Linked DNA regions of Mus musculus: all the other regions are linked to region 1. The links are chromatin contacts, called in public HiCAR-type, HiChIP or PLAC-seq and promoter capture Hi-C maps. All regions are on one chromosome and are shown on one strand. The core of a region is the stretch at or near the end of the contact, and the rest is flanking DNA. Distances in the headings are between cores, read along the strand shown.

The links. Promoter capture Hi-C pulls out the DNA fragments that hold promoters and counts their contacts. HiCAR-type assays count read pairs that join an accessible place to other places. HiChIP or PLAC-seq counts read pairs in DNA pulled down with a chosen protein or histone mark.
Region 2: a contact with region 1 is called in a HiCAR-type map of astrocytes, with 4 times the contacts expected there. The contact joins the promoter of Ngly1 here to the promoter of Nr1d2 in region 1. A contact is called at or near these places in 16 of 39 promoter capture datasets (the 3T3-L1 cell line, 3T3-L1-derived adipocytes, the C10 cell line and 12 more), 9 of 484 Hi-C or Micro-C datasets (CD8 T cells, the G1E-ER4 cell line, LSK cells and 5 more), 9 of 115 datasets of contacts at active chromatin or transcription factors (acute myeloid leukemia, astrocytes, bone marrow-derived dendritic cells and 5 more) and 3 of 9 other capture datasets (adipose tissue, liver and macrophages).
Region 3: a contact with region 1 is called in a HiCAR-type map of embryonic stem cells, with 6 times the contacts expected there. The contact joins the enhancer-like site here to the promoter of Nr1d2 in region 1. A contact is called at or near these places in 5 of 39 promoter capture datasets (the HPC-7 cell line, embryonic stem cells, hippocampal neurons and 1 more) and 4 of 115 datasets of contacts at active chromatin or transcription factors (astrocytes, embryonic stem cells and large pre-B cells).
Region 4: a contact with region 1 is called in an H3K27ac HiChIP or PLAC-seq map of thymic regulatory T cells, with 12 times the contacts expected there. The contact joins the enhancer-like site here to the promoter of Nr1d2 in region 1. A contact is called at or near these places in 9 of 39 promoter capture datasets (the 3T3-L1 cell line, 3T3-L1-derived adipocytes, the HPC-7 cell line and 6 more) and 4 of 115 datasets of contacts at active chromatin or transcription factors (cardiomyocytes, large pre-B cells, pro-B cells and 1 more).
Region 5: a contact with region 1 is called in a promoter capture Hi-C map of liver, with 5 times the contacts expected there. The contact joins the enhancer-like site here to the promoter of Nr1d2 in region 1. A contact is called at or near these places in 6 of 39 promoter capture datasets (3T3-L1-derived adipocytes, cranial neural crest, frontonasal cranial neural crest and 2 more) and 3 of 115 datasets of contacts at active chromatin or transcription factors (astrocytes, forebrain and stem cell-derived neural progenitor cells).
Region 6: a promoter capture Hi-C map of liver shows a contact between it and region 1, with 5 times the contacts expected there. The contact joins the enhancer-like site here to the promoter of Nr1d2 in region 1. A contact is called at or near these places in 7 of 39 promoter capture datasets (the 3T3-L1 cell line, cranial neural crest, embryonic stem cells and 3 more), 6 of 115 datasets of contacts at active chromatin or transcription factors (the NIH/3T3 cell line, embryonic stem cells, epiblast stem cells and 3 more) and 1 of 9 other capture datasets (adipose tissue).
Region 7: a contact with region 1 is called in a HiCAR-type map of astrocytes, with 3 times the contacts expected there. The contact joins the promoter of Rarb here to the promoter of Nr1d2 in region 1. A contact is called at or near these places in 7 of 39 promoter capture datasets (the 3T3-L1 cell line, cranial neural crest, frontonasal cranial neural crest and 3 more), 4 of 115 datasets of contacts at active chromatin or transcription factors (astrocytes, embryonic stem cells, extraembryonic endoderm stem cells and 1 more) and 1 of 9 other capture datasets (embryonic stem cells).

Annotation. Positions count from the first base shown.
Region 1 is chr14:18,237,373-18,240,565 of GRCm38.p6, forward strand. It overlaps Nr1d2 (nuclear receptor subfamily 1, group D, member 2), which reads right to left and starts at 1,734. Exons shown (of 8, transcript NM_011584.4): 1 at 1,439-1,734. The coding sequence starts at 1,454.
Region 2 is chr14:16,247,642-16,250,834 of GRCm38.p6, forward strand. It overlaps Ngly1 (N-glycanase 1), which reads left to right and starts at 1,673. Exons shown (of 12, transcript NM_021504.3): 1 at 1,673-1,856. The coding sequence starts at 1,726. It also overlaps a transcript of Oxsm not described here.
Region 3 is chr14:16,312,417-16,315,609 of GRCm38.p6, forward strand. No RefSeq gene overlaps it. Among named protein-coding and RNA genes, the nearest start is that of Top2b, 51 kb to the right of the region's middle. Within about 2 kb of position 1,750, at least 64 of the 459 cell types and tissues checked have an H3K27ac peak or open chromatin away from gene starts, as enhancers often do. A contact at or near this core is called in embryonic stem cells, where this site is marked.
Region 4 is chr14:16,378,744-16,381,936 of GRCm38.p6, forward strand. The region is part of intron 1 of Top2b (topoisomerase (DNA) II beta); the gene reads left to right. Among named protein-coding and RNA genes, the nearest start is that of Top2b, 15 kb to the left of the region's middle. Within about 2 kb of position 1,653, at least 116 of the 459 cell types and tissues checked have an H3K27ac peak or open chromatin away from gene starts, as enhancers often do. A contact at or near this core is called in pro-B cells and thymic regulatory T cells, where this site is marked.
Region 5 is chr14:16,478,069-16,481,261 of GRCm38.p6, forward strand. All of the region lies in intron 3 of Rarb (retinoic acid receptor, beta), which reads right to left. Among named protein-coding and RNA genes, the nearest start is that of Rarb, 96 kb to the right of the region's middle. Within about 2 kb of position 1,748, at least 12 of the 459 cell types and tissues checked have an H3K27ac peak or open chromatin away from gene starts, as enhancers often do. A contact at or near this core is called in liver, where this site is marked.
Region 6 is chr14:16,553,394-16,556,586 of GRCm38.p6, forward strand. The region is part of intron 1 of Rarb (retinoic acid receptor, beta); the gene reads right to left. Among named protein-coding and RNA genes, the nearest start is that of Rarb, 20 kb to the right of the region's middle. Within about 2 kb of position 1,633, at least 91 of the 459 cell types and tissues checked have an H3K27ac peak or open chromatin away from gene starts, as enhancers often do. A contact at or near this core is called in the NIH/3T3 cell line, adipose tissue, extraembryonic endoderm stem cells and 1 more, where this site is marked.
Region 7 is chr14:16,573,817-16,577,009 of GRCm38.p6, forward strand. It overlaps Rarb (retinoic acid receptor, beta), which reads right to left and starts at 1,660. Exons shown (of 8, transcript NM_011243.2): 1 at 1,042-1,660. The coding sequence starts at 1,198.

The DNA.
Region 1 (3,193 bases), core at 484-2,983:
ACGGAAATGCCGAGCCACTTCCACAATAGTCTACTCACTTTGCCATCCCAGAGGGCAACAGGGGTTAAACAGGATTAGAAAAACACAAAGCAAGGCCCAAGAAAGAACTGAAAATGGGCAGGGGAAAGAAGCAGTCAACAGCCACCCAAGAAAATGTTCACATTTTGTAGCTCCAAAAATCAAGACTAACATTAATAACCATGTCCTCCAAAAACTCAAATCAGAGAAACCTAAGCCAGCTGAAGAATCCATGCGAAGGGCAGGGTTGGAACAGGCTCAATCTATCAACCTCTAAATTTCGAATGAAAAAAAGGTTCACCTCCATGTGACTGAATATTTCATATGCGGCAATGACTAAGAAGGACTATAGGTAATCAAAATAGTCCTGAAACTAATTTGACCACTGGTCTAAAAATTCATAAAACATATGTTAGAACTGCGATGGTTTTTAAAAGTGCAAAGAACTCAAAATATTCAAAATGAAAACTTCATTTGCTTCAGGTATAAGGGTCATCACTGCGGTCGACTAAAGCGAAGCGAGGAAGGTTAGGTATTATATGACCATGTCTTTTGGGGGTTCAAAGTCAGTCCTGAAAACAAAAGGGGTTATTTTGTTCTTTGGGCATTTTGAGTGAGGATCTCACACAGTAGCCCATGCTTGCTACTTTCTGCCGCCATCTGCCTCAAACTCTTGGGCGCGAAGCTAAAACGTTTTTAACGTAAATAAAAGTTTTACGTAAGGTTCTGAAATCCTAGATCACCAGTCCTCAGATCAGAGCGAGCTGCGAGCAGAAAAGCCCCTCCCCTCCCCTCCATGCTTAAAAGGACTTCTAGGCTAAGTCCCCCTGGAAGCGAATTGCTCTGTACACGCTGTCCATCCGGAAGGTGCTGCGCGACTCCCGCAAGACTCTGAGCGAGAACGACCTACGCACTCCCTGTCTAGCAAGGTCAGCCCTGCCGGGGTCACCCGGGGACGCGCAGGCTGCCGCGCGCACTGCGGCGGGACCAGCGCCGAACTTGCGGCGGATGCGCATGCGCAGCGGGCCCCGCAGTGGGCAACAGCGGGAGACCCGGGACCGAGGCCACGTCACGGCGGAGGCCCCGGGGGCGGGGCCTCGCGCAGACTATGGGCTCCCCCCGCGGCACCGCCCCCACGTGTTCCTCCGGCCCCGGGTAATGTGGGTCGCCCCGCGGCCTCACGTGTCTCCGCCCGCCACCACCCAGCTCGCATTATGTAATGCTGCGTCACTCGCCCGCGCAGCCAACCAGCGCCCGCGCCGCCGAACGTAAACACACCGTGCACGTGGCCAGTGCGGCAGGGCCATGTGAGGGGGGCGTCCGGCGCGCGGGGAGCCCGAGTGCGGGATCCCAGCAACCCCACGCGAGATGGACGCACAGACACGCATCCCTGACCCCCGAGCCTCCCTCCTACATTTACCTGCGTTCAGCTCCATGGCGCTGGACAGGGTGCGGCCCTCACCGCGCCGCCCGGGACTGCAGGCGGTGGCGCTCGCGGGCCCACATCATGAGCACCGGGTGCGGGCGGCTCCTGGGGGCCGCACGGCACAAGCGCGGCACAGCAGTTTCCTGTGGCAGGGCTCGGCAGCGGGCACGGCAGCTGACCTGGAGGGCTCCTCGACCATGTGATCCGCGCACACCCCCCTCCTCCGCCGCCGCCGGCGGTGCGGTGACTCCGCCCGCTCCTCCTCCTCAGGCCGCCCGCTCCTCCTCTCCTCGACTCTCCCGCTCCTACCCTTGGCTCCGCCCACTTCCTCTATACAGGCTCCGCCCCCAACGAGCGGTCCTGACCTCTTCTTCCAATCCGTGGACCCACCAGCCCCTCCCCAGACACGCCCTCTCCTTTTCCCTCCATTCCTTACACTCTGGCTCTGGACTTTCCCTTCTCCCGGCTCCGCCCCCTCTGTTTGGATACGTCTCTCCCTGGACTTGGCCCGTCGGCCCCGTCCCCTCCCGTTGCTCCTGTTCAAGCCTCGCCCCTCTGCCATGCCGGGCCCGGCCTTCCTCCCAGCACCGACCCCGCCCACTTCACCTCACCCCCCTCCCTCCTTCCCAGCCTGTCTCGCAGCCGCTTATCCCTTGCCTGCAGATCTCCCGCTGCTAGAGGTTGTTTGCTCCCTCCTCCCTAGCACAAGCCAATCTGGTCACCTCCATGGTCCCACATGGTTACTGCCGCCAAGCTTTCCAGGACTCTGAGCTTGACTGGCGTCTCCTGCCCAACGCTCTCAACATCTAGCTTCCGGAGTCAACCCTTCATTTTCCTATCACCTTAGGTGTTTTATCCAGGCTCATCACCTAAATAAACCTGTGTTGTGGTGATCCTCACATTCACATTTCCAGCGAAAATCTCAGCTCTGGATTCCCATATCCATCAGCGGGTTAGGAATGTCCCTTGACCTCTCTCTCATTTAGGATGTGTACATGCATTTTTAGAACTCAGCAAAAGTATACTACAGACTGGTGCATTTCACCTTGCATGTAAATTTTCTAGCAAACTGAAAATGGAAACAAATTAGATACGTGCTTGAGGTGAATCCAGGAAGATGTGCTTTAAGGTATATATTTTAAATGAGCTAACAGATATTGGCACCGATAGGACAGTTTATATGAAATTTTAGGCTTTGGGTATGACCGTTGCAAAATGCATCCCAGTTTGCCCAGGAATATTTAGGTATAGAATGTTGGAGCATGTCGTAAGATAGACAAGTTTACATGTGAACATTTCCCCACTTTCCACCAATAGCAATCTTTTCTGTTAGCTAATCAGCCTGAAATCAGCAATTTAAACGTTTCTAACAGGCGAGAAATCGCTGCTTTTTATACTCTATTTCATCCTTAGCAAGTTGAGCTAGACTACCCTCACAATACCTCTGCTGTTCTCCCCCCAAACACATCTGGGGTGGGAGCCATGGCTGTGAGTCTAGATCCGGTCTAGCCTGGGCTGCTGCAACAACTCTGGAGTCGGCTCCAACAGTCTTTTCTCCCCAGCAGTTATTTTTAAAACAGTAAATAGACCCTATGACTCTGCCTCAACACTGAAAAACTCCACGGTCTTCCCCTAATCTGCTCAGCTGAGTAAGAACTCTGCCCGGGTCTCATAAGGTCTCTGACCCAGATGTCCTCTACTTCCTTGCCTCCAGGCTTAATCATCCTCACAGGATATCAGTGCAGGTTT
Region 2 (3,193 bases), core at 423-2,922, 2.0 Mb before region 1:
CACTCACAGCAAATAGCTGGGAATACAGCATTTGAAGTTGGGCCACAAACATAATTATTACTTTGTTATGGACCAGAAAAAAAAATGCTAGTAGTTAGCCACTGAAAAATTTAAACAACAGCTAATAACATACTTTGTTGAACATAATATTCTCTTTCTAAGACTTATTCTTTCAAAGTCTCATAGATATACAATGTTCTTTGGCCACAGTCCATCCATTATCTCTCTTCCATCACCTTTGCCCTCCCCTTTAACCCCCCTTTCCCTCATCTGCCTCCTTCTTTCATGTCTTTGGTGGTGGTGGTAGTAGTGATATATGTATGTATGTATGTATGTATGTATGTATGTATGTATGTATGTATGTATATTTGATTCTCCTGCCTCTACCTTCCAAGTTTTGGGATTTGCCAACATGCCTAGCTGAAAACAATATTCTTGAAGTTGGTCTACAAACCTAAGTGCTAAAAATGTAGGTATATTTTACAGATGAATATTCAGAAGTTCTTGAAAATTCTCCGAAGAAATTGCCCAGAAACATTAAAAAACAACAGATAATAAAGTGTCAAACGAGGTCACATAAGTAAATATCTTTAAAACACAAAGCCAACAAGTACCTGCTACGTGCTAGTGATTCATATATGTAATTCCAGCTATTCAAGGTGAGTGGAGCATGGAAAACTCCTGACTACAAATCAAGGTCAAGTGCACTCTTAGTGGCATTTCAACATTAAAAAGTAATAAAAAAAAGCCAGGTAGTGGTAGACAAGCCTTTAATTCCAGTACTCAGGAGGCAGTGATCAGGTGGATCTGAGTTCAAGCTGATCTATAGCTGGAGTTCCACTTTACCCAGAACTATGCAGAGAAACCCTCTTCTGAAGAAGAAAAAGAAGTAATGAGGACTGAGTATGAAGCTCAGTGCTGGAGCCAATTTCCAGGGTTGATGTCAGTGACAAGGGCATCAGCTAAGGAGGTTAGTGATTCCCTTTCTAAGATAAATTAAGGATACTGGTAAGGGATATGCCAGTATGAGTCAAAGGATACAATGTGTATATAAACTTTATTTACTTGTTTGTTCCTCATTTTATTCTATTATTGTATATGGGTTTTATGCGAGTATCCATAGGACACTCCCAAAATGCTCCTTGCATCAGAATCATACCTTGTGAGCAACAACTGAGTTTTCATCAACAGAATTCGGAAAATACACAAATCAGAAACCCAGAAGAGTTCTGAGCTATGCTCTGTTTTTGAAGCCGGACACTAGTAACCAAAGGGCAAGACTGCAGTAAATTCCCGTGTGAGCCCAGCCTAGGCCACAGACCATGATCACTTTCCCTTCCCCATAACCGCCCCCACCCCACCCCACCCCCCAAAAAAAAGACATAACAAAAACTTGCTCGGTCTTCTGGAGTCTTTTCTTCCACAAAAGACTTTTATCTACCGTAAAAAGAAGGCTGTGCAATTATCTCTGGGACCCTACCCGACACAAGCAGCCACCACAGCTCGAGATCTACTCCACTGGCTCGGCCCCTTGTACCCCGTACCCCAACGTTCGCAACCGGCCTCTCCGCGGCTCGCCCCGCCCCTAGCCCCTCCCGGAACGCCCCGCCCCTCGGCTCCTCGCCCCGCCCTCTGGCCGCAGGCCTCTGCGGCGGCCTAGGCGCTCCTCAGCGCCTGCTCAGTGCGGGCCGCGGTGCGCGAGGTGGCGAAGGCCGCGGCGCAGCCATGGCGTCGGCCACACTGGGCAGCTCGTCGAGCTCTGCGTCCCCGGCCGTGGCCGAGCTATGCCAGAACACCCCGGAGACCTTTCTGGAGGCCTCCAAGCTGCTGCTCACCTACGCCGACAACATCCTGAGGTGCAGCCGGGGCCCTCGAGCCTGAGGGCCGCAGGCGGGCGGGGCCGCGGACACTCGGGCCTGAGGCGGGGCGGGCTGGGCGACGAGGGCCCGCCGAGGCTGTCACTGAGTTTGACAGCTGTGCTGTCCCATCTCGCTGCAGGATCCCGGCGCTGTGGCTCAGCCCGAGTGCCAGTTAAACGTTCACGCCGAGTTTGGCGGTTGACACATTTATAGTTTAAGTTACGAACTTTGTGTCAAGTCACCTTTGTACTGAGTGCAGCACTTTCCACAACTGGCTGGGAGTTTGAGTCAGCACCTCCCATGGCCGCTCCGGTCAAAGAGTGTGGGGAAGGGATGCGGAGGGGCAGACAGTGGAGGTCACTTCAGTTGAGCCCCTGGGCGCTGGCTCTTACAAACACACCGACCCGAAGTCTGTAGGAATTCTTAGTTTAAAGGCTGTACAGTTCATGCGGACCAGCTTTAGAGAGTTAGTTGTTAGAGACATTGAGGTGTTGTCCTGTACCCCAAACTGGCATGGAACTTGATCTGTACCCCAGAACTCATGCCAGTCACGACCTACCAAAAGCTGAGATTACAGGTGTGTGCCACCACAACCATAATTCTTCATTTAGGTGACATTAGTGATATTTAAAATATATTTGAAAAGGGAATATAATGTGATTCTATGCCAGATGTTATGCAGCATTTGGGCTTGCACATAATTGTGACTTGTGTGAAGATGGCCTTCCTCCTTTATGACACCTCAGCTTAACCCTGAGATCTCACAGCACCTCAGAGTACAAGGTGTCTGAAAGAACTCATAAGCTTGATTCTCCAGAGCCCACAGCTGGCGTTTCATACTGAATTGTTTAAGTCTTCAACCTCCCACCCCCATACATAAGAGAAGGATGGATTTGTAAAGACATTTCGATTCTGTTAGTACAATGAAACCAAAGATGCTAAGATCAGAGTACTTTGAAAGATAGCTTTGCATGCAGACAGTTATTTCGGATCATGACCATCATTATGAATATTTACTAAATTTCTTAAAGAAACTGGTTCATTTTACAGCCTTTACTGTGGCTTACATTTCTGATCTTGGAGTTTTTGTTTTATAAAGGAAATTAGAGCAGTTTGTAAGAGAAATGATTCAGGTTGATGTGAGAAAATGCTCCTTTAGTTTGTTTTCAACAAGTGTCCTTGTGTTCTTAGAATTCAAGGTCTGGCTTGGTTGGGAGATGATATCCTGCTTCTTCATGTCCAAATCCAGTGACTTCTTAACTCTTAAGGAAAAGCTCCATGTCTTCCTGGTCCCTGACCGCACATTATAATTATACTTCTGTAATTTGGTAGAG
Region 3 (3,193 bases), core at 500-2,999, 1.9 Mb before region 1:
AACCCTCATCAACAAACAAAGCTAGTCTTGACCCATCCAAACAGTTTCTTAAATGTCACTACAGGCAGGATTCTCTCCCAAGACCATCTTCCTGAAGTGTAAGGCCATAGACTCAGGAGTTTGTGGGTACCATTTTATGGATATTCTAGGATACTCAACAGCAGTGTTTTTAGAACCAGTTAATTCAATATAAGCTATTCTAAATTTGGAGAGTCTATAATAATAGAAGTTTTGGGGTTTTTTTTTTTTTTGGTCTTATTTATGTATAAATTAGGAGATTCAAGCATGCCTTCCTTAAATGCTTTTGAAAGAAATGAAGACTAAGCCACTACAAAGTCCAGCTGATTTATTACACGTGGGTGTTTCCTCTAGATTGGCCACAACTACTTTATCTCATCCCCAATGTATAGATACCAAATTGAAAAGCTAAATGGGAGCTAACTGTACAATGAGATCTTAATTTTCCTTCTTAATTTGCTCTTCCCTCAAAAGCCTATGTAGTTCTGAGATAGAGTCTCTGTAACTCATGCTGGCCTCAAACTGGGGACAATCCTCTTCCCTCAGATTGCCACATGATAGAATTTCAGGGATGAACCACCACACTTGACCTTTATCCCCAAGACTCTAGAAATCTGCAAAGTCTAATTAACAGGAAATTCATAAGTAATCCAGAAAGTTTTGAAAAACTAAATAGCTGCTACTGTAAGGCCTGACAGGGCATGTCACAGAAATGTCACACTATGAGTTGCTACTCCAGCTACCTTATCAGTCTTCAAATGTGTAGTCTTGAAGCAGGCTGATCCAGACTTTGACCTTGCTGCCACTGAGAAGGAGATTACCTAGGGTAGAGCCTTCTGACCTTGATGGCTCTATTTGCTCTTCTCCAAGACTCTGCTTCCTGCTGAGAGGTACTTGAGACATTGTTCCGGAGACACACCCTGTAGATCACCTACGGGCTAGCTCCAGGCACCAAGATTGAGCTGGCAGGGGATGGGCCTACCCTCTTTATAAACACAGACTCTCAGTAAACTTCAGAGGCTTTGAACAGAAAGGTTTGTCTTGGCCTCTTTTCTCACCATCTGATCTCTTTTAGCCCCAGCCTGCCTTTCAGAGGAACCCAGTTCCCGTGGCCGCAGGCAGCTACACAAATGCTTCAATTGGTAAAGTTATTTTAGCTAAAAATTCAAACAAGATAGTCATGAAAATAAAAATTGCTGCCTCCACCCCCAACCCTATACTATTTCCAGAGGTGACCAGCAAGACTACTGATGTGGGATACCCAAGACTTCCTGTGGGCTTCACCTGTGTGCATAGATCAGCTTTCATATCTTTGGGTTTTTTTCTCTATGGATGTGCAGCCTCTCTCTGCTAGCTTTATTAACACTTTTAGAAATCTGTTCATTTCCAGTCATTAATCTCCTCATTTTATACCACACTGTTTTGTAATTTATACTGTCACTTTATTTACAGACTGTTGTTTTCTTTTTATTGCTAGATTTATTGTGTAGAACATCCTTATACATATTTCACATAGAATATATGCAAAGATATGTGCATTTAATATTTTGGTGGCTATACACTTAACAATGGTATTAACGAACAGCAATGTCCTCCCTTTTTTGCAAAAGCTAAATTGCAGTGGTGGCAGCCAGCCAGTGTTCCCTGCCTCTGAAGTCCCTTGTTCCCATTCCACACAAAATTAGAGCAGGCTCTGTGTCCAGTCAGCTGATGAATGTATGCTTGTGATCTTCTGAGGTCCGTCATTAAAGGCCTGCTGACTCTGGAAAGGCTCTCCTCTGTGACTCTGGGATAATCCAGCTAACTCCAGAAAAGGAAGAGATGGCCCTTCACTCTAAAAGCCAGCACTGACTAGCCCTTCCGCAGGGGCTCTGAGGCTGCACTTCCTGAGAGTGTGCTGCACAGGTCAGAGCTGTGCCACTCAGGACCAGCACTGCTGCATTCCTAGCATGTGCCGGAGCCTTGAGAATAAGTGGCCTTAAGAGACATGGAACGATTGTTACACAGCAATGGATAACTATGGTAAGTGTGCCATGTTTACGATCCTGCCATATGAAACCCTGGAGATTTACTGTGAGGTCGATTTCTCAGGTGCCACTAGATGCAGGGGCCACTTCAGAGGCCACTTTCCTTAGCTAGTTTTGCTTTCTGCTAATTTCCTGTTTATATATTCTTTTGAGTTCTTCCTTTTTCTTTTTTGAAGATGTAAACCAAGCCTACCTCTCTTCTCACTTCACTATAGTCATTATAAAATCCTGTAAGAGCCTCACCTTGCCTTTCTATTTTGTTTTATTGGGGTTTGAGGCAGTGTTGGTGGTAGCCCAAGCTAGCCTTGAACTCTGGATCCTGCTGCCTAAGCTTTAGAAATTCCAGGAATTTTCTTCTGTAGATCTGTGCCACAACTGTTAGCTTCATAGTTGTCCCAGCTTTCTTCCTCTTTCCGGGCATTGTGTACAATTCACAGTGGTGGCTTGTCTCCAGTATTTTTCAACTGAAACTTTTAAATGAAGATATTTGACATAACATCTGGATTTTGCATGCATGTTAAGAAGTGATATGTGGTGGCTGCTGTAGTCTATCTGTACAGACCCATACCCCAAACAGGAGCAGCTGGCAAAGCCTGTATCTGTACAGGCCTACACCCCCATGTAGGAGCAGCTGGCAAAGCCTGTATCTGTACAGGCCTATACCCCCATGTAGGAGCAGCTGGCAAAGCCTTCTCTAGGACAAGAATCCCTGCAGGCCCCAACCCTCCCTCTGTAAACCCCCAGCTTCAGTGACATCTCGTGCCAGTCACTCTTTTCTAATATATTTGCACCCATGTTCTTAAATATTCTGATTCCGTGTAGATCAAATGTAAAAATCGAAGTCAAACCAATACACTCCACATTTTATTTGATCATGGATTTTTGTACACAGTCCCATATAAGAGTTACCTGCGTAGAAGTGTTCTGCCCTATGAGAATCTTCACTTTATAGCTTTATGTTTATATTTCAGCCATTTAATATAGATTTTTTTTTAAAATGCAAGTTGCTTAAGCAAAGATAGTTAGAAATGCTGAGTAGTTTGTGAAGAGGCAGCTATCCTTAACATTGCAGCAACTTAGGACCCATGAAGAGGTTGCTAAAGCTTCCAGCAATCGTTCTTATCAATACCAAAATAAGAGTCTCTGTG
Region 4 (3,193 bases), core at 403-2,902, 1.9 Mb before region 1:
CAGTCTAACTACTTGTATGAACACTTCAGTCACTGGCATTCCTCATTTCTGCTCCTACAGCCATCATGTGTACACTCTACATGACTAGTTACTTGGCCTTTGGTTGATCTTTCTCCTCTGGAATTTTAGGCAGTGTATTAATTGTATATAGTGTATATTATTTGATGACTCTTTTTTTTTTTTTTTTTTAGTAAGCATTCTCTTTTCCAATTTATTCTCATGCCAAAGGAACTTCTGTAAGGGAGGCAACAGTAAGGCTGAGGGACTTGAATCTTAATAGACTCCTGTCTATTAATTTTAGATTTAGTTCTATGCATAGTTTCTTAATGTATGCTATTGGTTCAGCATCTTCATTTTAAAAATTTAAATGTGGTACCACTTTGTCTTGATCCTGTAAGTTTTGACGTCTTTTTTTTTTTTTTTTGCTTTTATTTATCCCCATATATTTCCTAAGTTATTTTATGATTTCTTCTTTGATTCTTAAATAGTTTACAAAAAACGTTTTAGTCTGTATCTGTGCAGTAACTGATGGGAAACTAATAGAACTCCTTAGTATATGAGAATTGTTTTCTTGTATTGCTGTCAGGATTCTCTCCCTCGTGACTTTTTTTTTTATGAGATTGGGAATTGAACTCATTGCCCCCTGGATGGGCCTATGGCTTATCCATGGCGTTGGCAGTTTGATTATGTATCTTAGTACAGGTTCCTTAGGTTTGTGCTTGCTTGACTGTGAACTTCTTAAATTTGTCAATTTCTCTCCTCATATTTGGAAAGTTCTTCCTATTTTTATCTTCTCCTTTAGACATTGTGTAACATTCTGTTTGACTGATGATAGCCTGTGAGTCAAGTTCTTTTAATTTTTCTTAATTCTTTCTTTGGTGGTTCCTTTGTCATTGTCATTTCTTTCTTCATAGTTACTATTTTTTCTTGTGATTGGCCAAGTTGAGTCTTCATATATTTTAAGTTATTCTTCAGTTTTAGTAACAATGTTTGAGTCTTTTCATTTATTTTCTGTTTATCTCATTTTGTTTACTATTTTGCTGATTTTCTGGTTTTGTTGTGTATCTGGACAGTTCCCTGAGCTGCTTCTTACCTCCATCTCTCCCTTTCCTTTATCTTCTTGTTACCATTATTTTTTCCTTTTCTCTTTCTCTCCTGTCTTCTCCTGTCCCCTCCCCTCCTTTCCCTCCACTCTTCTCCCCTCCCCTCAACATCTTCTCTAAGCCTAGTCTAAACTTTATTTATAGCAGTCCTTCTGCCTTAATTTCTCAAGTTCTAGGATTACAGATGGGAGCACCCACAGCCCATGGAGATTTAAGTCTATCCCTTGGAAGGTTTTGTGTGTGTGTGTGTGTGTGTGTGTGTGTGTGTGTGTGTGTGTGCTTCCCCTTTTATTTATTTGTGTTGCTTTCTCTCAGGGTTAGCTCTTCTTAACAGTCTGGTTCTAGTCTGGGTGGTTTCTGCAGCTAGTTAGTCCATTCAGAGAGTCACGAGACTTTGCAAGCCATTTCTAGGGGTGTAGCGTCTCTGGGCTTGTTCATGGAAGAGCATTGTCTGTATCTTTATTTAGGGAACAGTCTGGGCAACTCCTCTGCCCTACTGTGTCCTCTCACACACACTGTAATAAGCCATGGTACTAGAGCTCCACCTAATGTCTATCCTTAGAACTACAGACTCTGGGTGCTGGACTAAATCATTTTGATTTCCTTTGTTCTCAGTTCAGCTACTGTTGCCAGTGCTAGATTCAAGAAAGACAGCAAACAGTCCCTGTGGTAGCACTTCTACTTTCCCTTTGAAGGGAAAACTCTGGGAAAGAAGTTGCATTTCCTCCCGTCCTGCCTTGCAGAGAGGGCTCCTGGGCGTGGATGTGGTTTTGTATTTTTCACTCAAGAGACAGGACCTCTTAAGCAGTCTCTGGATTTCTTACAAGGACGAGTGATTCATTTATTACAGTTTAGTCTGTGTTTCAGTAGGGAAGGGGGTTTGGGGTTTCCTAAACTTCAGTCTTGTTGACATTAAACTATGTGTTCTGATTTTTAAGGTTTAATTCTTTGAACTTGATAGGTTAGATTCTCACCTCTTTTTCTCTTATATCCATTTGGGAGTAGATAGAAGGTAGGGTGGTGGTGGTGGCAACCATTTGTTAAGAAGGTGCAGGAATGTGGTTAACTTGTTGAAAATGTTTTGAGATGCTGTCCATCTCCAGTTATCAGTGCAGTTTAGCAAAAACTCCTAAGGCAAATTTCAAAATCTAAATTATGTAGACACTGACTTCAGGTTGACTTAATATTGAAAATATTTTCATTTTGATGTATGTTTTAGAGTTATAAACTTGATGAGAAAGTTTTTTTTCCCTATGTGCTTGTTATAGGTTTGCAACCTTTATGCCAATAGTCACATGCATTGAGACGCCTTTCTAAGTTATTGATAGAAAATTACCTTCCTTTGAATTAATATGTCTCACATTTTAAAGTAATTAGAGAATGATTTTAGTGATTATGATCTTTGTGCTAACTATTCTGAGGACCTGTATAGGTTATTACTTCTCTCTTTGCTGTGATAAAATACCTGAGAACAAAGCTTGAAGAGGACAGAGATTAGAGTGGAGGGTCCAGTTCATTTGATTACAACAGACAATAATTACCTTGTAAACAATGGACCACCAAAATGGTAGCTGCAGCTACATGAAAATGTTCCCAGTTGGGAGATGTTAGTTAAATCCAGGACAAAATGGGGGTAACTCTGGGCAGTTCAGAGGGGAAGACAGGTGTGAGAGTGGCTCTAACTGTGGGACCAGGCCATACTGCAAGCTGATTGATCATATTACATGTGCATTCAGGAAGCATAGTGCTGGTGATGTCCTTGTTTTCTCCTAGTGTATTTACTTTACATAAGCTGCTCACAGTCAGGGTAGCTTTTTTCCATTTTTGTTAAACTGTTCTTGAAACATCCTCACAGATACATCCACAAATTTTGTCTTCTAGGTTATTCTACATTTCATTAGATTGACAATCCCATCACAGTATGCATTTTACAAATAGTTTATTGCTATAAACATCGTAAGCCGGGCGTGGTAGTGCACGCCTTTAATTCTAACACTGGGGAGGCAGAGGCAGAGGCAGGCAGATTTCTGAGTTCAAGGTCAGCCTGGTATACAAAGTGAGTTCCAGGACAGCCAGGGCTATACAGAGAA
Region 5 (3,193 bases), core at 498-2,997, 1.8 Mb before region 1:
TGTGTCTCCATCTTGGTTAGCACACTGTGAGTTTTGTCTTCCTTTTTCAGCCCAAACTGTCACTGGACAGTCGTGTCGTCCCGTTCCCCTCCCCCCCTCCCCCCCCTGCGTGCAGCTTCCTTGTCCAAGGTTTCCTAAAGTTCTCACGCCATAAGGACATACCCCACCTAGATCACCCATCCACCTCCCCTTTAACCTCACCTGCCTCACCCTTAGACCTCCAAAAGGGTCTCAGAAGCATCATTTCTTCTAGAAGTTTCCAATGCATTTGGTCAGTAGAGCAACATCTATCTGCGCCTTGACTTTTAAGACTAAATTTTAACTTTTTTAGCTATAACAAACCTGTTTTTTTTTTAATTATTTATTTGTTTTATGTATGTGAGCACACTGTTGTCCTCAGACACACCAGAAGAGGGCATTGGATCCTATTACAGATGTTCTGAACCAACATGTCGTTGCTGGAAATTGAACTCAGGACCTCTAAGAAGAGCAGTCAGTGCTCTTAATGTCTGAGCCATTTGTCCAGCCCGTAACAAACTTATTGAAACAACGACTTTGCACTTGCCTTTCTGGGTGGTAGCCTGACTGTGTGGGATGCAGTGATGAATGCAATCTAAGGTCCCTGTAGGCCTCAGGGAAACTGGACCTGCTCAGTCCTCTCAACATTTACACTTAAAATTCTCTGTGCAGTGGGAGGTGAGCCTGGCAGGTGTTGTCAGGGTTGAGCCAGGACTCTGTACACTGTGGCTCCAGGTTTGGCTTAGTGTTCTAAACAGCTGTGTTTGGTAACTGTGTAGCCAGTCTTGGCTTCTGTGCTTGTCCTTAAAATGAGGTTAGATGCCTCTACTTCTGCCTGGTTTGTTTCCTACTATCCACACAGGCTTATAGGTCTTGTTGTTACAGTGTCATACATGTCACAACACATGTCACATACATGTATACAATGCACTCACAATCACATCCATCCTGCCTCTCAAGCTTTGCTCCTGCTCTGCACCCTATGCAGTCTTTCCTTCTGTCTTGCATGTCCTTGTCCTCCAAACAGTTTTCCTTTCACTTTCATGTAGTTCTGTAAAAGTTAGAGACCACACTGCAGAGGAAACAGGCCATTTGTTTCTATGTGTCTGGCTTTATTTCACTTTACATAACACTGTCCAGTTGTATAAGTTTTTCTGAAAATGACAGAACTTTACTCTTTATGGCTGGATGAAACTACTATTAGTACTACTACTACTACTACTACTACTACTACTACTACTACTACTACCACACCACACACACACACACACACATCTTTGTTCACTTGTCTGTGTACTGCTGTGAACGTAGCTGCAGTGAAGAGGACAAAGATTCACTTTGTGCTTCTAACTGAAGACATTTTAAGGTGAAACAGCAGATGAGGTGAGGCTTGCAGAATGAGGCAAGGGTGAGGATGGATGTGGGTCACTGCTGTGACCTTTCACCTACTTATTCCCTGCCCCTTAGCTGAGTCCAGTCAGCTTGCTCTGGGTCCTGCTGTCTTCTATGTGCTGATGCATTTTTCCTTTACATCAACCAAATGAAGAAGGGGTTTGTTCTCCCGCTAGAGAGGCCAAAACAAAAGATGCTAAGCTATGCAGCCACCTGCCTGGAGTTTGTCCTGAGAGCAAACACAGAGGATAATTTTAGGCTGTGTACCTCATCACCAGGTGAGACCATCAGCTGGACATTGCCCCAGTCACGTGACCTGACTCAACAGAGAGATTTCTACTTTGGAACTCTTCCACAGTCATCAGTGAAGAAACAGAAGACCAGAGAAATAGGTTCTAAAATGACTGACCCAGAGCCCTGAGAGATTGAGTAACCCAGAGTCACCGAGCCTAGCTAACAGCCAGGTGGGTTGCAAACCAGCCTATCCTTAGGGAAAATTGAGCCCAGAGAGTGCTCCCGTCTCTCTCCCTCTATCACTAATGTGGTAAATCCAATCTGCTGTATTTGGTTTCTCCCCAAGCCCCACACATATCCTTATCATTCTCATTTGCTCTCTTGGCAAGCACAGGGAGTATGATTTCAGCTTCTGGGGGACACCTCTGCATCCTCTTTCAAAAGAGCCTCTGGGGGATGCCAGGAGACACAGAAAAGCAGGGACCTTTTTCAGTATTCAGCTCTGGTCTGCCCCTTTCCTCAAAAAAGACCAGATATTGAGTGTTATTCCCAAATTGAACACATAGAACTCTTCAAAAACCACAACGTTTGAAATGTGGTTGCATGTGTTTTATAAAGTTTCATTAATAATGAATGTCACCTCTGTTGAGAATTCAGTATGTATCTACGCAGGTAATACTACCAGAGAACACCTAATGAATAAAGGAGCCAATCATTGGGCAAGTAGGTGGGACTTCCGGGTTGGATGGAGGAAGAGAGGAACAGGAGAGAGTTAGGTCCTTTTTGGAAAAGGAACAGCAGAGGGAAAAGATGTCTGCTGCTCATTTTAACCCACTATATAAGCTAACAGCCTTGTGTCTTGGTTAGAGTCTCCAGTGCTGTTAATAGCATGGCTTGATGAAAAGACAGTTGGGGAGGGAAAGATTTTTTGAAACTTACAGCTTGTAGTCATCCAGGGAAGTCAGGGTAGGAACTGACAGGGAGGTGATCGAGGAGTGCCACTAACGGACTCAAGCTCCCTGCCTTGCTAAGCTTGTTTTCTTATACAACTCAGGCCCTAGGGGTAGCACCCCTGGACCTCCAACATCAATGATTAATCAAGGAGATGCCTGCCAGATTTGCCTGGAGGCCAGTCTTATTTTAATTGAGTCCCTCTTCCCAGATACACGAGCTTCTGTCAAGTTGACAACAAGAACCCCACGAGATCAGGACGCCGTTCTAACACACATTTTGCTTTATGTGCTTACTTTTGTTTCTGAGACAGGGTCTTGCTGCCTCTTGCTCTCAACTGCTGAGAGTGCCACCATGCCCAGCCTGAAAAGCCACTATGTGTTGGCAGCCTTCACTGCCCTGTCACTATCTCCTTCCATACCAGTATTTCTAAGGATTCTATGAAACAAATCTCAAAGTATGCATACCAGATCCTTGCCTTAAAGTCTCCTTCTGGAAACAGGAAGTGCCATCTGATTGTGGTCTCCTTATCTTCAGCTCACATGGATGATTTCATCCGTCCTTTAACATATTCCCAATAGGGGGAGTGATGGCCTCT
Region 6 (3,193 bases), core at 383-2,882, 1.7 Mb before region 1:
ATTACCACACTCACAAGCTGATCCTTGAGGGAAACAATAATCTGTTTGCCTCGTCCTTCTTTCTTTCTCCTCTCCTCTCCTCTCCTCTCCTCTCCTCTCCTCTCCTCTCCTCTCCTCTCCTCTCCTCTCCTTTCCTTTCCTCTCTCTTTCTTCCTTCCACCCTCCTTTTCTTCCTCTGTGTTTTTTGTCTGTTTTTGTTGTGAGACAGAATCTCATATGTAGCTCAGGCTAGCCTCAAATTCACCATGCTGCTAAGGCTGGCTTTGAACTCTCTTTTTTTCAAGAGACAGGGTTTCTCTGTGAACTCCTGGCTGTCCTGAAACTCACTCTGTGGACCAGGCTGACCTCGAACTCAGAAATTTGCCTGCCTCTGCCTCCCAAGTGCTGGGATTAAAGGCGTGTGCCACCACCACCTGGCGGCTTTGAACTCTTGATCCTCCTGTCCCGTCCTCCTTCCTTCTCATCAGTGTTCCTCAAAGTATGGCCTACAGCAGTAGCACGTCACAGTTAGGAGAGCTGGCCCTGGCCATCAGCTTGTAACTTTTCAGCGAGTCTGTGATGAAAAGCCATTCCCAACCTCATCTTTCATAAACAGACCAAATGCAATCAAAACCAAAATGGGTCTCTACAACAGAGACAGAGGAAAGCAAAGAGCATTCCAAAGCACAAACTAGAAACTCGCTCTAACAGACAAAATCATACCCTCAAGTTGGTGTAAAGGACCAAACCCTGACCGTCAGTTCTGCCCCTCTCCCACCAGGACTGGCAGACTACTGAGGTGCGGGGCCCAGAGCAGAGATCCCACCTGCACACTTAGGTTGCTGGTGAGATCTGGCCCCTTGAGCCAGTACAAAAGCAAAACCAGTACCACACAGAGGCAGCACTCACTGCCATAACCGTAGGAATTGTCTCAGTCTCAAAGCAAAGAGGAAAAACCTTAAAACAAAACAAACCCCCAAAACATAGTGGGTTTTGCACTCAATGGCTGGACTCACCTGGGAAAACAGTATAAATGTCCCTTTGTCAACAAACCTGAGTTTGGTTTAAACACACAGAATGTCTCCAACAATAGCTGCTTGACAATTCCTTTCGTGCTTGGCATTTTTCTAAAGGTTAGATTAAGAAGCAGATAACACATTTAAGAGCTCAGTAGACTCTTTGGCCTTTGTGAGAGCTAATTTACAGCCCACTAGACCCTGTTGACAGATTACAGGATTCTATGTTCAGCTTGATTAGAGGCAGACAGGCAGGCAGGCAGGCATCAGGCATCATGAAAGGCCTGCCTCTTTACTAGAACCTTCTGATTAAGACAGTATTTTAATGCGGCCTCTGGGCAGCTGATACTTATGTGGAAAAGGAGCTGTAAAGCAAAAGGCATTTCCTGCACAGCCCCTGGGGAATTTGGAGCCTAGCTCTCGGGTAAGCGGGTAGGAATCATTGCAGCTAATCAAGGGCAAGAGGCAAGTTGCATTTGGCCAAAACATGCAGTTAGGTTTGAATTTTGTTGGCACCAGAGAGCTGATCTTGTTTCCCTTCCCCCCTTCCCCCCTCTACTTTTCTGAGGATTCTCTGCAGGAGAATCCAGGGCTCAGCTCACATACATAGAGAAGAAAGTCAAAGGAAACGCCAAAGTTCATCTAAAGTACAAGTAATTAGAACCAGATTTGGCTGTTACAGTGCGCTTGTGTGAGTGAGCTTGCAGAGCTTTTTTATTAACATGTCATTTGCAGGCCTGGGGACCCCTGGATGGGGTGTGCGGAAAACTCTGCACCAACCATGCCTGGGGAGATGGCTCATGGGCTCAAAGGGAGGTTTGTAAGTGTACAGTTCTCTAGGAGGGCAGGCCCACCAGTAACGCAGCCCTAGGAGGCTTCACAGAGAGGCAGCAGCAAAGGGAAACCACAGCCCAACCTTGGCATCCTGGCTCCGTAACCTGCACGTGACCCCGACACTGTGTGTGCTTTCCCTGTCAGCGCTGACCATAAAGAAGCTGCGAAAGGGTGTGGGATTCTCTCCTACTCTGACCATGCATGTAACAGGTGCTGCACATAGGCAGGGGTTGACAAAGCTCCGTGCCAAAGACTAATTTCTGAGTCACTAAAGAAAGTCTTGCTTTCCATAGTACAGTTCCTGACCCTCATCTGGATGGTCTTTTAGGGCACAGGACCCAGCCTGTCCTGAGACTCTGGACCATCTGGGCATCCTAAGGAAAAGCCAGGTAATTCCTGTGCACATTAATATTTAGATAGTATAACATAAAAAATGCCATTCACTATCCTCACCACCTCCCAGTTGGCTCAGGAACTCCACCAGGTCCCCACTTCGGGGGGTGTTTCAAGCCTTAGATGTAGGCTTTGTGGAATTAGCTTGTGATAACCCAGGAACTCAGTTCTTGCTCATGAATTTGGCTGTGGCTCCCACCAGTGCTGGAAGAACCCTGAAGGAACAGTATCTATGTCTACTAAGCAGTAGTCTTGCTTGCCCATCACCAAAACCATAGGGAGGGAAGGAGCAGGAGCTCTCCCATGTGCTCAAACACATTCTACTCTCTTTAATCCACAAAAATAATTTCCCAACACTGGCATGATTCAAGCTCTGGGACTCAAAGAGAGAGGCTGTCGTTCTGCTTGTGACTCCCCACCTGTTTGAGCTCACCACCGATTGGAGACCTCACTCCTGAGAGTGACATTTACCATAGTTAATGATGTCATATTTTCACAAGGGACCACAACAACATGACACCTATATTTCATCTCTATCACATGCATCCCACTTCAAGGAACATACGTGAACTATGTGAGTCTGTTTTCTGAGACATCTTAAGTCAGCTTAGGACAAGGTTCAAATAGTTCTTTCCTAAAAAGCACAATAGGCTGACACTTCTGCATGTTAATGATCAGGCTGGAGGTACTGGAGATAGAGCTACATTGAGAGAACACATGCTGAGTGAACCTAGGAGTCAGGTCAGCATGGGACTGATGTGGCCACAGCATTAAGGTTCTCCCAGAGAGATTATCCGAATGCCACATGGTTCCGTTCCACATTCTACTTCTAAATTAGGAGTCTAATAGCCTTTAAGATGGTTATTGTACTAACATTGTTTTCACGTGTTCAAATATCCCAGGTAGAAAGTAGACTAAAACATGAATATTAAATCGTCCATCATGCATGCACACCTTTATTTGTGGACCCA
Region 7 (3,193 bases), core at 410-2,909, 1.7 Mb before region 1:
GGATTTAAAATGTCATTTTCAGGCTAATGCTCCAATGAATTGTCAAATCAAGTACTAAAAACATTTTGATAGATAGATGAGCCATTTATCTAAATCACTGTCAGGGTGGCGAAGCATCCTGCAGGCTCCCACTACCATCAGCTCTATGTAAGATTTCCCAGGACTCCTGGTCATTTCTCAGGCCTGCAGCTGAGCTACTGTTGACTGATGAAGCTGAAGCACCATGTCAGCATCAGATAACCAAACAGTCAATATTGTTTTTGAAAACGAGGCTACCCCATTTAGATTTCTTTTCCTTTAACTGAAGTCCAGGCTCCTGACTGAATTGTAAGGTATGGAAATAATGAATGGCCAGCCCGAGGGGTGTTGGTGACCAGGAGTAACCTAGCAAAACAGAAACTTCTTAGACCAACAAAGTAACTCGGAGAGATGGCAGTGGGGTCACAGCTAAGACATATTGCCTTTTCTCGGTGAAGGGAACGAGGGAGGCAGCATCTTGCACCATCCTGCCCGGTACATTATGAACTCTGATTAACCGCCTTTACACGGTTGCATTCCTTGAAGAGACCATGTCATATTTTAATTACTTTGCACTGTTGAAATACATAAGGGGGAAGTGTTACTGAGCTCGTGGCTAATCCCAGCAAAGTTAAGTCCCCTCTCTACCCGTTACACAAATTGCATGGAATATCAGATTGCACTACTTGAAGAATGTTCAAAGTCCGTGGTCACCTTCTATTTTTCCCCTTCCTTTCGTACTTATTTAAAAACAAACAAACAAACAAACAAAAAACACCTATCTTCAAGAAAGAATAGGGTGGTAAGGGAGAACAGGGGCGCAGGAGCGTTTCAAGAAACCTCTCCAAGGGAATTTCAGCAGAGGGAATCCATATGCATGGCAGCCTATCACACCCCTTCAGCATTAAATCATTAAACCCTTTGTCTTGCCACCACTGCACTTTATTCCAGTGTCTTTATTGCATGCAAGAGAGACATTTATTTTTCCTTGGTAAAAGAAAGGAAAAAAAATAATAAACCTACATTGAGCAGTATGCCGGTGCTGCCATTCGGCCTGGGTGAATCCACTGAGGCAGGCTTTGAGAGCCTTTTCCTGCAGCATGCAGGAGGAAGGGCTCGCGGTGTAGAAATCCAGGATCTGCCCGGGACTCACTGACAGAACATCCATACAGTCAAACATGATCTCTCCGCACCGCGCTCTGCAAAAGTGCTTATCCTCTAGGTGTGGAGGCGAGCCGCACAGAAAAGTCCACGAACTCCATCAAACTCTGCCCCTTTTTTGGCACGTAGGCTGTTGGTCTTTTTCCCAGCCCCGAATCATGAATTATGACAGACAAGCCAGCTAAAAGCCTGTAATTGATCCAAATGATCATTTACCATTTTCCAGGCTCGCTCGGCCGATCCAGCCAGGGCGGGGGTTCCCGCACCGATCCCAAGTTCTCCCTTCCAGGCGACGCCCGCGCAGGCCTCCGGGAGCGCGCGGGTCCTACCCCGCCGGTGCCCAGACGCTCCCTGCCCGGGTGGCTCGCGTCCTCTGCATCCCAGTCTTGTGGCCGCGGCGCACGGGAACTCTGGTCCCCCCCTTTGGCAAAGAATAGACCCTCCTGCCTCGGAGCAGCTCACTTCCTACCACTTCTGTCACACGGAATGAAAGATTGAATTGCCTAATATATGCGAGTGAACTTTCGGTGAACCCTTCCCGGGCTGCTAACCTTCAAATGACCCAACCAGTCTGACATCACCAACTCCCAGGATTCTCACAGCGCTTAAAAACTCCCAGCAGCCCTGCAAGAGCCTTCAGCCAGCGAGTCCGCGGCCAGCCGCGCGGTGCTCCCCACGGCTCAGCGTGCAAACAATGCCAGGAGCGCAGGGAGGAGCGGGAGTGCGGCTGCGGTTTGCGCCTTTTCATCGGCCGGCCCTGGCAGGGAGACCCTCGCCCTCAGCTCGCCTCTGAAATTCCTCTCTGCTCTCCTGTTCCTGGCCAAGCCCTTGCAACTTAGGTATCTTTCCACTCCCGTAAAAGCACTCCGCAAGCCCCGAACTGCCCATCAGGAGCCCCGCCACCGCTCGCAGAGGGAAGCCTCTGGGGCCGGGAAACTTTCCATTAAGCCTGCCGTCTTTTTATTCCTTCTTCATATTATTATTATTATTATTATTATTATTATTTCCTCCCTTTTTCTCACTCTTTCAGGCTTTAGCTGAGCTCGCTGAAGGGATTGTCCTAGCTCCGGAGGGGAGAGAAAAGTCCCTTCTGGGATCTACTTAGACTTTAAAAACCCTGCAGGCAGAAACACCTGGAGCAGTCACAGATTAGTTGCACCAAACTCTGTTCCTAATCTCACCTTTCTCTTCTTTCTATCCACCACCTCCCTCCCCCCACCCCCCACCCCCCACCCCCCATTGCCAATCGCACTCTCACAAACACAGAAAGTGAAAGGCAAAACACAGAGACTGAGGTGTGTGTGTGTGTGTGTGTGTGTGTGTGTGTGTGAGAGAGAGAGAGAGAGAGAGAGAGAGAGACAGACAGACAGAGAGAGATATAGAGACAGAGAGAGACAGAGAGAGATATAGAGACAGAGAGAGACAGAGAGAGATATAGAGACAGAGAGAGACAGAGAGAGATATAGAGACAGAGAGAGAGAGACAGAGAAAGAATTTTAGATTCTGGTTTGCTGGTTGGTGAAAACAGTAACTCTGTCACTGGCCATCTGTGTGTCTAGGAAAATACTGATTTTCTCTAGGACCCAGTTTTCTCATCTGTATACCATCCATAGAACGTAAATAACTACCTGTCACTTCTCAATAAACACACAAAAGGAATATTAGCAGTGTCTCAGCCTCCTGTTTCTAGCTGTGGGACTTTTGCCAAGGATACCCAGACCTTCCTGAGGCTACAGTGTTCAGCAGTTAGTAGACTTGTGCCCTGTCTGAACCCACGCCAATCCTCAGTCTATGCACAGAGTGTTGGTGGCCACTTCGTCAGGCACAGGTCCCCACACATAACGTGGAGTTTGAAAATACTCCTCATACTGGGCAAGTATGAGGGTTTTATAATTCTGAAAGCTAGACTTGGCTCAGACCACCCCTGTCCAATTATACCTGTTTTAAAAAAATACAAATAAAAAACCTAATCTTCAGACAAGAGGATTTCTCTTTTCTTTTTTTAACTGGTTAC